2 separate regions of the Triticum aestivum genome follow, and region 2 is linked to region 1. The links are chromatin contacts, called in public Hi-C maps. All regions are on one chromosome and are shown on one strand. The core of a region is the stretch at or near the end of the contact, and the rest is flanking DNA. Distances in the headings are between cores, read along the strand shown.

What was found. A called contact is a pair of places that touch in the nucleus more often than the background predicts.
Region 2: a contact with region 1 is called in a Hi-C map of leaf, with 8 times the contacts expected there. The contact joins two enhancer-like sites. A contact is called at or near these places in 4 of 5 Hi-C or Micro-C datasets (leaf and an unstated tissue) and 1 of 1 datasets of contacts at active chromatin or transcription factors (leaf).

Annotation. Positions count from the first base shown.
Region 1 is chr1A:330,809,419-330,814,900 of IWGSC CS RefSeq v2.1, forward strand. No RefSeq gene overlaps it. Among protein-coding and RNA genes, the nearest start is that of LOC123048921, 16 kb to the right of the region's middle. Within about 2 kb of position 3,018, at least 1 of the 8 cell types and tissues checked has an H3K27ac peak or open chromatin away from gene starts, as enhancers often do.
Region 2 is chr1A:331,118,948-331,124,429 of IWGSC CS RefSeq v2.1, forward strand. No RefSeq gene overlaps it. Among protein-coding and RNA genes, the nearest start is that of LOC123048921, 290 kb to the left of the region's middle. Within about 2 kb of position 2,749, at least 1 of the 8 cell types and tissues checked has an H3K27ac peak or open chromatin away from gene starts, as enhancers often do.

The DNA of each region.
Region 1 (5,482 bases), core at 1,768-4,267:
TCACGGATTTTGGGATCATATGCTAGCCTCCAGATGAATTTCATCGTCGCTTTGAAAGATTCTGCACTAAAGGGCTTCGCCGTATTCACCCTGGCAACCGCAAGCCAGCGTGTTTCTTCAGCAAATTTGGAGATTTCCTCATCTCCAACTACCACCTCATCAAGTTCGGATTCTTTTAGTTCCATGTTCTTCATCGCCGTCTCCAGATCGTTCGACGATTTCCCCTTCCATCCACCCCCAGCCGAACGACGGGGGGGTCTGGAGGAGGATGAAGCTGCCATTGCCGCCGGTCTTGCAGAAACCCCTAGAGCCCTGTGCTTCGCTCCGAGGCCGGGTGGAACAGCCCAAGAGTGTGCAATAGGGAAGGGGATGGGATCCGGCGTCGAAAAATACTCAGGAGGGCCTCAACGGCGACGTGGAGTCGCCGGAGTAAGAAACCCTAGTCACCTCTGGCGGCTAGGTCACGGGAAAGCGCGCGGTACGCGCTGGTAAACGAGCAAATAGGCAACCGGCTTTCCCGCGCACGCCCTTTTCTGCTGGCCCATGTGGGTGGCGAGACACCAGCAGTTTTTTTCATTTCATTTTTTTCTTGTTAACTTTGTTTTTTCTTCATTATAAGAATTTGGGAATTCAAACAAGTTCCAAATTTGAAAATATTGTGAATTTTAAAAAAAGTTTATGACTTCAAAAAATATTCATAATATTGAAAAGTGTTCAGGAAATAATAAAATGATCATGAATTCAAAAAATGTTGATTATTTGAAAAAAAATGAAAAAGGTCACAATTTTGAATAAGAAGTTCAGGAAATAAAAAAATGTTATTGATTTTCAAAAAATGTTCATCAATTTCAATAAATGTTCACAAATATAAAAATGTTCATGATTTGTTTCCAAAACGTTCCAAATTTTCAGAAAGAAAATCATTGACTCAAAAATGGTTTGTTGTTTCAAAGCGAAGTTCATGAACTCAAAAAATGTTCATGCATTTCAAAAGGTGTTTTAAAAAAAATAAACGAGCATGAATTTCAAAAATTGTTCATCTACTGAAAAATGTTCGCCAATTCAACAAAATGTTCATGACTTTGTAATGAAATCACAATTTTGAAAGCTGCTTGTAATTTTAAAAAAATGTTCGTGAGTTCATGAAAAGTATTCGTGAAATAAACGAGTATTATGCAGGGGTCCATGGCACTTATTTCGTGTCGCATGACGACTGTGCCTCATCCTTACAATTACTAAGGTCCCTAGGAATAGAGGCCTAGGAGAGTTTAATTTATTTTTTCTCGAACCATGGGCCTCACATCATAGTATCGAGACACACATTCTAGTAAAACATTTTGCGAAAAATACATTCAAGATTTTGTTTGTTTGTGAATTTCCAAAAATGTTCACAATTAAAAAAACATTTATGAATTTAAACAATGATCATAGGTTTGAAAATTCTTCACAAATGTGAAAAATATTCATGAATTGTCAAAAATAATCATGAGTTCTATAATTGTTCACAATTTCTTCAAAAAAAAGTTCACGGATTTAAAAATGTTGGTAACTTGATAAACGTTTATGAATATGAATTTTTTAAATATATTCAAGAATTACGTCGATGAATATAAATATTCACATTTTAAAAAAATGTTCATGGTTTTGAATAAAATATTTATGAATTTTTAAATATATTCAAGCATTTATATTATGTTCCTGCATTTCGAAAAAATAATTTATAAATGTTAAAAATATTCATAAATTTAAAAGTAAAAAAATAAATTGCAAACAGAAAACTAAATCATGAAAATAAAGTAGATAAAAAAGAAGAATCTGTCTACGGAACATCTGGATATGCTCTAATTATTACACATCAAAGTGACTCAATTAAATTAGAAAGGAAAAGAAAAGGAGAAAAAAAATGATTACACAAATCTTAGCGTAAAATCAATAACATAGGACTTGGATGTGCAATATTTAGAACACATCTAGATGTGTTTAAGCAAAACTGAAAAAAAAATGAAAAACTGAAAGGAACCTTCCGTTTCGCTCGTGATCAGACAGCACAGAAGCACTCTGTTTTCATCCCGTTTCGCTCGAGATCAGACCGTAGTTTCCGTTTCTCCAACCGAGTCCCGTCTTCCGCCCATGATACAACGGCAACGAACCTACTCCTACCCGCTCACAAGAGCAGTACCCCGACCCTGCAAGATCAGCAGATAAGAATTAATATTCCCAATAAACTTATCGCGATTTGCCGGGAAGTTTCAGCAAGATTCCAGCTGCTGGAGTCACTTTCCGCAGAAGACAAAAGGAACCAGTTCGCAGTTTATATATACTCTCGCGGCTCTTGAATCTTGATGCTCGATCGTGTCTGCTTCTGCCTCTACCTACGTTGGGTTTAGGCGGTGTGGGCATGGACAGTTCAACAACTTCTGAACATACGAGCACGTGTCGCACAATCGTCGCAGTACGAGAGTATACGCCAGCATCAATCAATATTCCAAAGCATGCACCATATGGTAGCGCCGACGCCTCCAAATCGCATCATCATCTTATATACTCCCTTATAAGTATTTGTTTTTTAAAAGTCAAACGAGTGCAAGTTTGATCAATTTTTTTGAAAAATATATCAACATTCAGAATACGAAATTTATATCATTTGAACCATCATGAAAAGTAGTTTCATATTTTATCTACTAGGCATTGCAGATGTTGTTATCTTATTTTATAATCTTGGCCAAACATTCATATAATTGACTTGCATGGAAATCCATGCACCTTATATTCTGGAACCGAGGAAGTAATCGGCAATGGTCATTTAACCATTTTTTCCTTCTTCTTTGATGGGACATCACTCTTACAAACTCAATTTTTAGACGTGTATCACTGTATATGTGTTCGTTTGATCTGATTCTGATTCTCGTTCTAAGTAACCACTCACATGGTTTAACTAACATTTCAATAGCATCTATCTTGTTGCTGGTGTAGTTCAGCTCAATAGAATATATATCTTCAGGGATAAGTTTCCGACGTTGATGCTTTGCCATCTCAACGGCATCGCCGCACCAATCGAACACATCCCCCGCCAACCAATGGTGGGGAAAATTGCAATTTTACCTTTACTAGTGCATATTTATATACATTATGCTCATTTTTGTGCCATTCAATCATCTTTTCCCATGCTTGCCCCCACGTTGGTAAGATTCTAGATCCACCACTGCCGCCAACAACCGTGGCCGTGTTGTGAGAGTAGGAGTCTGATTTGGTTCAGTTTGGCACGGGATCCGTGACGCGTCCGGACATAGTGCGTTTGTGCTTCCGCAGCGTCGCATTCATCTCCAAATCCAAAGGAACGGAACGATGTGACCCGGCCGTGCGCCCATCGATCATGGGCTCATGGCAGAGCATGGACATATGGGGACGAAAAGTTGCGCTGCAACGAGAGCGTCACAGGAGGTGCGTGCATTGCAGCACCGCTAGAGAGCAAAATCACTGTTTTGATTTGTTCAGAATTTAAGATGATTTGACTTTTATTCGAAAGATCTAATTTATTTTTTTGTGACGCCACCCGTCGTCGCATTTGCATTCACAGCAAACGCCTCCCCGAGGGCCTCGGTGAAGGGCCGGTCCTGACATCTTGAGGACCCATTAAACATAAATATAAATTTGGCCTCGGCTCTTGAGCATCCAAAAAATCTATGTATATTTATGTAAATTTAGAAGCATCTCCAATGCACGCATATACAGATTTCTAGGCTATTAATCTTGATCCACATTATTACCAAATCAAGAAAACAAGCAAATCAGGATCTTCGACAACAAGTTATATACCTGTCCCATGTTGTAATCAAAAACTGATTATGCCAAAAATAGACTAGTTCTTGCAAAAAGAAATCTACTGAAATTTGCAAAAAAAAAGGTACCGAAACTGTTTTGGTGATACCTCAGCAATCATTAATCCAAACCGAGCAAATTGGATTCGATGGGAATGCAATCCATAAACATATGAATTTGATTTTTGCGTCGTCTCAAAATTAAGCACTAAGAGTGCAATTTTCAAGACACTAATCCCATCCAATGATTGGATTATAAAAAACAACTCTCGGCGTGAACTTCAATTAACAAACAACAAATTAGGAACTAAGGACTACGAGAAAGGTTACCTTTGAGATGTAGAAACAACAAATTAACAAACAACAAGTTTTGATCGACTGTAAGCAGCACTCGTCCGCTCTTCTCGCTCTTGTTCCAGTCTGCTGTTGCACATGCAAGTGATAAGACGAGGCGAAGGCGCGAGGTCAGATGACGATCACGCGATGGCACAGGTGCTTGGCACGAGGCGGAACTCATCCATCGCCGACGCACGGTAGAGAATGGACACTATAGCAGACAGTGTTTTTTGAACATTTTTTCAGAAAATATGAATATGTTTCAAAAATACGAATATTTTTTGAAATTTCTAAACAATTTTCGAAAAATGTGAACATTTTTTTAAAAATACGAGCATTTTTTGAAATTTTGAACACCTTTTAAAAATTTAAAATATTTTAAAAGCGCAAACAATGTTTAAAAAAATGCTCAGTGCAACTAAAACACGTTCCTCATGTGTTAAAAAAAGTTCATCATTTATTTAAAAAACTTTCAGTGTATATTAAAAAAATTCATCATATACTTTAAAATGTTCATCATATTTCCAAAAGTGTTCAATATACACAGCAAAAAAAGTTCATCATATGTTAAAGGAAGATTAGTGTGTATTTGAAAAAAATTCACTGTGTACAACAAAAAGTTCAGTGTGTATTTGAAGAAATGCTCATGGGTATATTGGAAATCAAAGTTCACCGTATATTGCAAAAACTATAAAGAAAATTAAAGCCCAAAAAACAGAAGAAAAACTAAAACCTAAAAATAGAAAGAAAAAACAGAAAAAATATAGAAACACTCGTTATGTGGACCGGCCCGTCAGGAGGAGTCCTCAGCGAGAAATCAACTATATGACGCATGCGGGCGTCATATAGATATAGGATTCAATCTCTAATACACCAAACACAAAAGCCATCTTTAAAAAGAGTAGATGTTTGTTTTCTCCACTGATTGGCTACTCATCCGAACAACTGGTAAGCTAAGGCGGGTTGAACAGAGCTACTGAATCAACTTTAGTTCTGATATAGCATGTGGTGGGCGTTTTGCTGGATTGCATGCATGCTCTTGTTGTTGACTTAATTTATACTTGCGGAAATGAGAATCCAGAAACATGTTTGTATTGTATCCGAGGTAAGTTGAAGATAATCCAACATGTATCTTGAGTTCTTAATGATCCTAGACTTGATATTTTCTCTATATTTTGTTCTCTTTATAGTTTATAGTGCACTCATTTATTTCATTTTGTTCAAAAAAATTCATGTGTATTATTGTGTGCTTTCTACAAAGCCCAAAACCCGTGGCAACGCGAGAGGTGTCTTTTAGTTATTATATACTCCATTTGTTCCGTAATATA
Region 2 (5,482 bases), core at 1,499-3,998, 310 kb after region 1:
TAAGAGCAGAACACAAAATCCTTCCCCAGTGAAGTCCTGCAGTGAAGGCACATGAGACAACATCATCTGCTACAGAAATAAAATGGTGCATTGCAGCACATATTTTATTCATCGAAGCCTTCGACAAGAAGATGAGATATATACCTTCTCCAAGAAAGTTTCCACGCAAAAGCAAAAGGGATACTGATCAACTAGCACAGGAAGATGGTGTCATTGGCAGGCAGCGGAGTGGCAAAGCCACTCACTCCATGGGTATATCTGCCGTAAGCAACGCATTGTTAAGCTAATTTTTGCCAGGATAACCATAGCGTGACGGGTTAGAAAGATGGCCGGCAAACAGTTCACACTTCTTAATACTTCCTCCGTCCGGAAATACTTATCGGATAAATAGATAAAAATGGATGTATTTAAAATTAAAATATATCTAGATGCATCCATTTCTCTGACAAGTATTTTTGGTCGGAGGGAGTACCACATTAGATTATACCATGTTTTTTTTATGCTGATGCAACAGAGGGCGCCATCATCTGTAAAGAGCTTTCATGTGTTGGTGTTGGCTAATTACGTGGTCACCTTTCTAGTCTTATCTAGATATGTAGAAGTGAATGAGGTTAGACATCTAAAATTTGGAGACTTTTTACGGTGCATCATACGTACTACCGGAAATAGTGGGTAGTATATAACTGATCCAATGGTCAATATTGATCTTTGGTTTTTTTCTCCCTAGGAAATTTTGGTAATTGGCTGTTAGGATAGATTTATCTTTTTTTAATGTTAATTGTAATGATTAATAACCTAAGTAATCAGATCTGTAAAAAAAATTATCCTTCATCTTAGTTCGTAGGTTTGCACTTCATTCTCAGGTAGTTCGTCAGCAGCCGAAGCCGTCCGGCGGCCGTCTACACGCACAGGGCCGGTTGGTCCGTCTCCTGGCCTCCGGTCGCCGCTCCATGATCTTTGACGGCGCAGCCGCTCCGCTCCGCCTGTCGGCCCTCATTCTGTCGAATAATAGATCGGTTCCTCTACAAGTCTCCTCTCCAAATGAGCCCGCTTTCATGTCTCGACTCTGAACTAGTAATTCTTCTCTTTAATGCGGCAATGCATGCGATGGCCAATGCGTACTAAACTAGAACGCGAAAGGTGTCCTTTGAGGCTGGTCACAATGAAGAAGAACTTAGAAGTAACATCACACACTTTAATACAACTTTGCTTATGTGACACATATTTAATAAAGAAAGAGGTGCTTGTGGTAACTAGCTAAGTTACCGGAACATCACACACTTCAAGAAATAATGAGTCTATAACCTAATAAATACATCGCTGCATGACACTACATAGAAGTTCCTACCCACTATGGAGGTAGTAACATAGTCTAGGGAAGTGTGTAAGTTACTAGCTTATGTTCTTGCCCATTGTGACCAGCCTGATGCTGCATGTAGGAGACAATTAATCACAGCAATTAATCTCTGATGCTATTATTACGCGAGTTAATTCCGTCTTGGCCGCAGTACTGCCAAAACTGCCCCTGATCACAAAATATACTACCGAAAATCTGCAGTAGTATTTTCAAATTTGGGCCATCCAAACATAAAAGTAAACGGCCTATATTGATCTGATGTATTGTAAAAGGTCTCAAAATTTGATGACTGTGAGGGCACTGCTGCATGAGAACGTAATTTCCATCTTACCAAACATAACAGGGGTATCCACGGTGAAATTTTCGAACATGAATTGTGCTATAATTATTCTATGACGAAATCTAAAGCAACTGGATGGTACTTGCATAGTTGCATTCACTGTTGTTTTGTTCTCTCGTCAACGCCGAAGGATGTCCGACGTCTTTACTTCAGTAACTAGCACTTTTTGTGGATTTTGTGTGTGTGGAAAAACAGTTTCTTCATGCTTCAGAAGTCACACGGAAAAAGAAAGTTACTATAAACATATTGGTAGTTCTGATGGAAGTAATAGAATAGAAAATGCCCGATTCTTATTTATATTGCTAACTAAACATAAATATAAGGAATTAAAAGCGTCATGAAATATTCAAGACCACATTACTAGAACAATAAAATAAACAGAAAACAAAAGAAATTACTCAATGTGCCACGCCCCGTGCTCAAATGAGCCTGGTTTGGAAAAATTGAAAATACATTTTTAAAGTTTCAAAAATCATGGGGAATTACATGTACTTGTAGACGCTCAATATCTTTCTTCATTAGTGGGCTATAAATCAACATAATGTCTTTTTTTGCAGGCTAAAAGCAGTATTTGTCATAGTTCAACATATAAATCCACATATTTATCATTTTAGGTCATGAGAATAAATATGTTATTGTAGGTCTACATATTTGTATTATGTATGTGTCTACAAATAAAACATTTCTTAATAAAAATTTACGGTAAGTAGGCCAAATCTACATGCACATTTGGAATCTTTTCTAGTATCTGAAAAGTTTGAAATACATAATTTCAATTTAGTTATTTCCAAACTTACTAATCAGGGAGGCGAACGTCCTGACTCAGTAAAAAAAACTACACAATCTGACAGTATAGTGAAGGACAGATAGCACAAAACAAAAGAATAACATTCCTCTGACATTTTAGAGAGGACGTTGGTAGAAGAATAAAGCCCAGCCCGTTAAAATGCTTGAGGCCCAGTGGAGCAAACACTGTTTTCCGAGATCTCCTAAGCAGCACTTCAGGCGCCGAGTCGGGCCGCGCTATGTCTCGCTTATAGCGAGACCTAACGTGTGCTCGCGTCAGCCGCCTCCCCAAATGGGCCATTCCAGCGGGCTGGAGTCCACAGATCACTCGGTGTATTTAAAACCGAACAAAAAAACCATACAAAAAATAAACCGAACCAAAAAAAATCATAGTTTTTATGATTTCTGGTTTTGGTATGGTATGAACTCTCCTTATCCTTTTGAATTTCGGTTTTAATGGTATATACCCAAAAGACGAATGGTTACCCAAATAAACCAAAGTAAAAATATTTGGGTAACCATTCGTCTTTTCGGTAACCAAATATTACTAATTATAAAGTAACTGGATGATACTTACACTCTTTGTCGTTCTGCTCTCTCTTGAACTCATAAAAATGTCCTTTTTGCAGCGGAACACTAAAGAATATCTGACTTCTTTACTTTGGTAATTAGGCTTGGATTTTGTTTCGTTTGTGGAAAACAGTTTCTGCATGCTTCAGTAGTCACATAGAAAAGAAATAAATTTATTGATAGTTTGGATCACATGATGGAAGTAAAAAAGATGGAAAATGACCGATTCTTATTTATATTGGTAATTAAACATAAATATGAGGAATTGAAAGCGATCATGAAATATTCAAGAGGATATTATTAGAAGGAAAATAAAAATAGAAAACAAAAGAAATTATTCAATGTTCCCCGGCCCCGCACTCAAGTGAGTCAGGTCTAGAAAAACAACAAAATTATTTTAAAGTTTCAAAAATCATGGGAAAATGCATGTACTTGTAGATGTTCAATATTTTCTTTTAATAATTTCATCAAGAATTTGTAGGCTATACATCCACATAATTGTCTATCTTGCAGGCTGCGAAAGTTTTTGTCATAGTTCAACATATAAATCCACATATTTGTATTCTTAGAACATGGGAATAAAGATGATATTGTGGGCCTACATATTTGTATGTTCTTTTTGTACCTACAAATAGAATATTTTGTAATGAAATTTGGCGGTAAGGAGGGTAAATCTACCTATACTGATGTACATGTGGAATCTTTCTGAAGAATTTAAAATACATAATTTCAATTTATTCTAAGTTCCAAAGTTACCAGCCCTGGGAGACATCATGGATTTAAATTTCGGGTTTCTGAAATATTTCAGCCATTGTCGAAATCATTGAATTTCAGTGAAATTCATTGTTTTGTTTTCATTTCGATGAGAGGACCGAAATTTGCACTTGAATTAAATTGAGATCGAACCAAATATTTTCAGAGTGTAAAACTGAATTTAAAATTATTTGAATTTCTGTTTACCACTGAAATTACTGAAATATTTGACCAAAAGACAATTATTTCAATGTGTCCCGAAGTTAATGAAAATTTAGAAATTTCACTGAAAGCGAGAACCATTGCCAAACGTCCTAGTTCAGTAAAAAAAAGGCCTACACAATACGACAGTAAGTGAAGGATTGATAGGACAAAACCATAGAAAGAGAAAAAAAAGGAAAAAATGAGAGTAAGTCCAGCCCATTAGACTGGCCATAGTGGGAGTAACTTCAAGAGTAACTTAGGCTCCAATTCAGCAAAATTGCCTATATGGCATTGAGTTAACGAGGAGAGACCCAAATTGAGTAACTTAGCTAGCTACCGTAACATCACATATCCCAATACATTCTGAGTCTATAATGGACCGAGATTAGGTGACTTGCCCATGGGCAGTCACGCTATAACATGCGGCCATGTATCAGCCATCTAAACTGCATCCAATGGACATCATCCATCCAAAGCAAATGTCTCACACTCAGCCAGTCAGCCCAGCACAACCGAAAAAGTTCAGTTTTTCAGTCTGTTTTCAGTCATTAGAATATACAAATAGCATTTTTTAGTCAGTTAACAATATGAACAGCAATAGAAAAATAGAAACAATAGCATGCATACGTACTGAATGCAAGTGGTTAGCATTTTTTCAATCAATTAACAAACAGTTTTCCAGTAAACAAACAACAGTGTAGAAGCTCTTTTACTACTGAGATATATAACCTTTCAGAGTAGGTTCAAACAGTAGCAATTTTTCAGTCAGTTCACAAACAGTAGTAGTTTTACTACTGAGATAAGCAACAGTTTTTCAGTTAACAAACAACAGCAGTTTTAGTACAATTTCAAAACATGAGCAAAGATACCGTTTATGCAAAGAATGAGCAGAGACAACGAGGCACTTATCATTGAAATTCAGAAGCTCTTGTACAATTTCAGAACAGAGTGCTATTACTGAAACAATGATTCAAGTGTAGAAATTTGGCCATTTCACTTGTATAATTAGGCCACAAAATACTATGGTTAGCACTATAGTTAACCATGTCCAAAACACTATGGTTAGAGATATAAGTTGAGTATGTCACCATTCGTGAGCTCAAACATGATACACTGAAAAGTGACTTATCAAGAATAGTAGTGCACATGTTGTCCTCGACCAAGTGACCAGCTAGCTATGAAAAGAGTTCTGGGAAACCATGTGAATGGATACAACCAGTTAGCTACGATTGCTTGCTGTAGCTTTTCCTAAATTCAACAATATCTAATTTTCAGTACTGTTATATCTAAATGTCAAACCAAGGCATACATATTCAGAGAAAGAAGATAAGTTTAGTTTGGTTTGTACTGCAGGCTCACATATCCGTTCATTGGTTTGTACTGCAGACGGTCAGAACCACAAACTAATGGAGGAAGAAGATAAGGGACTTGTTAACTGGTTTTTTTCTTTTTTGTTGAGAATTTGTTAGCTG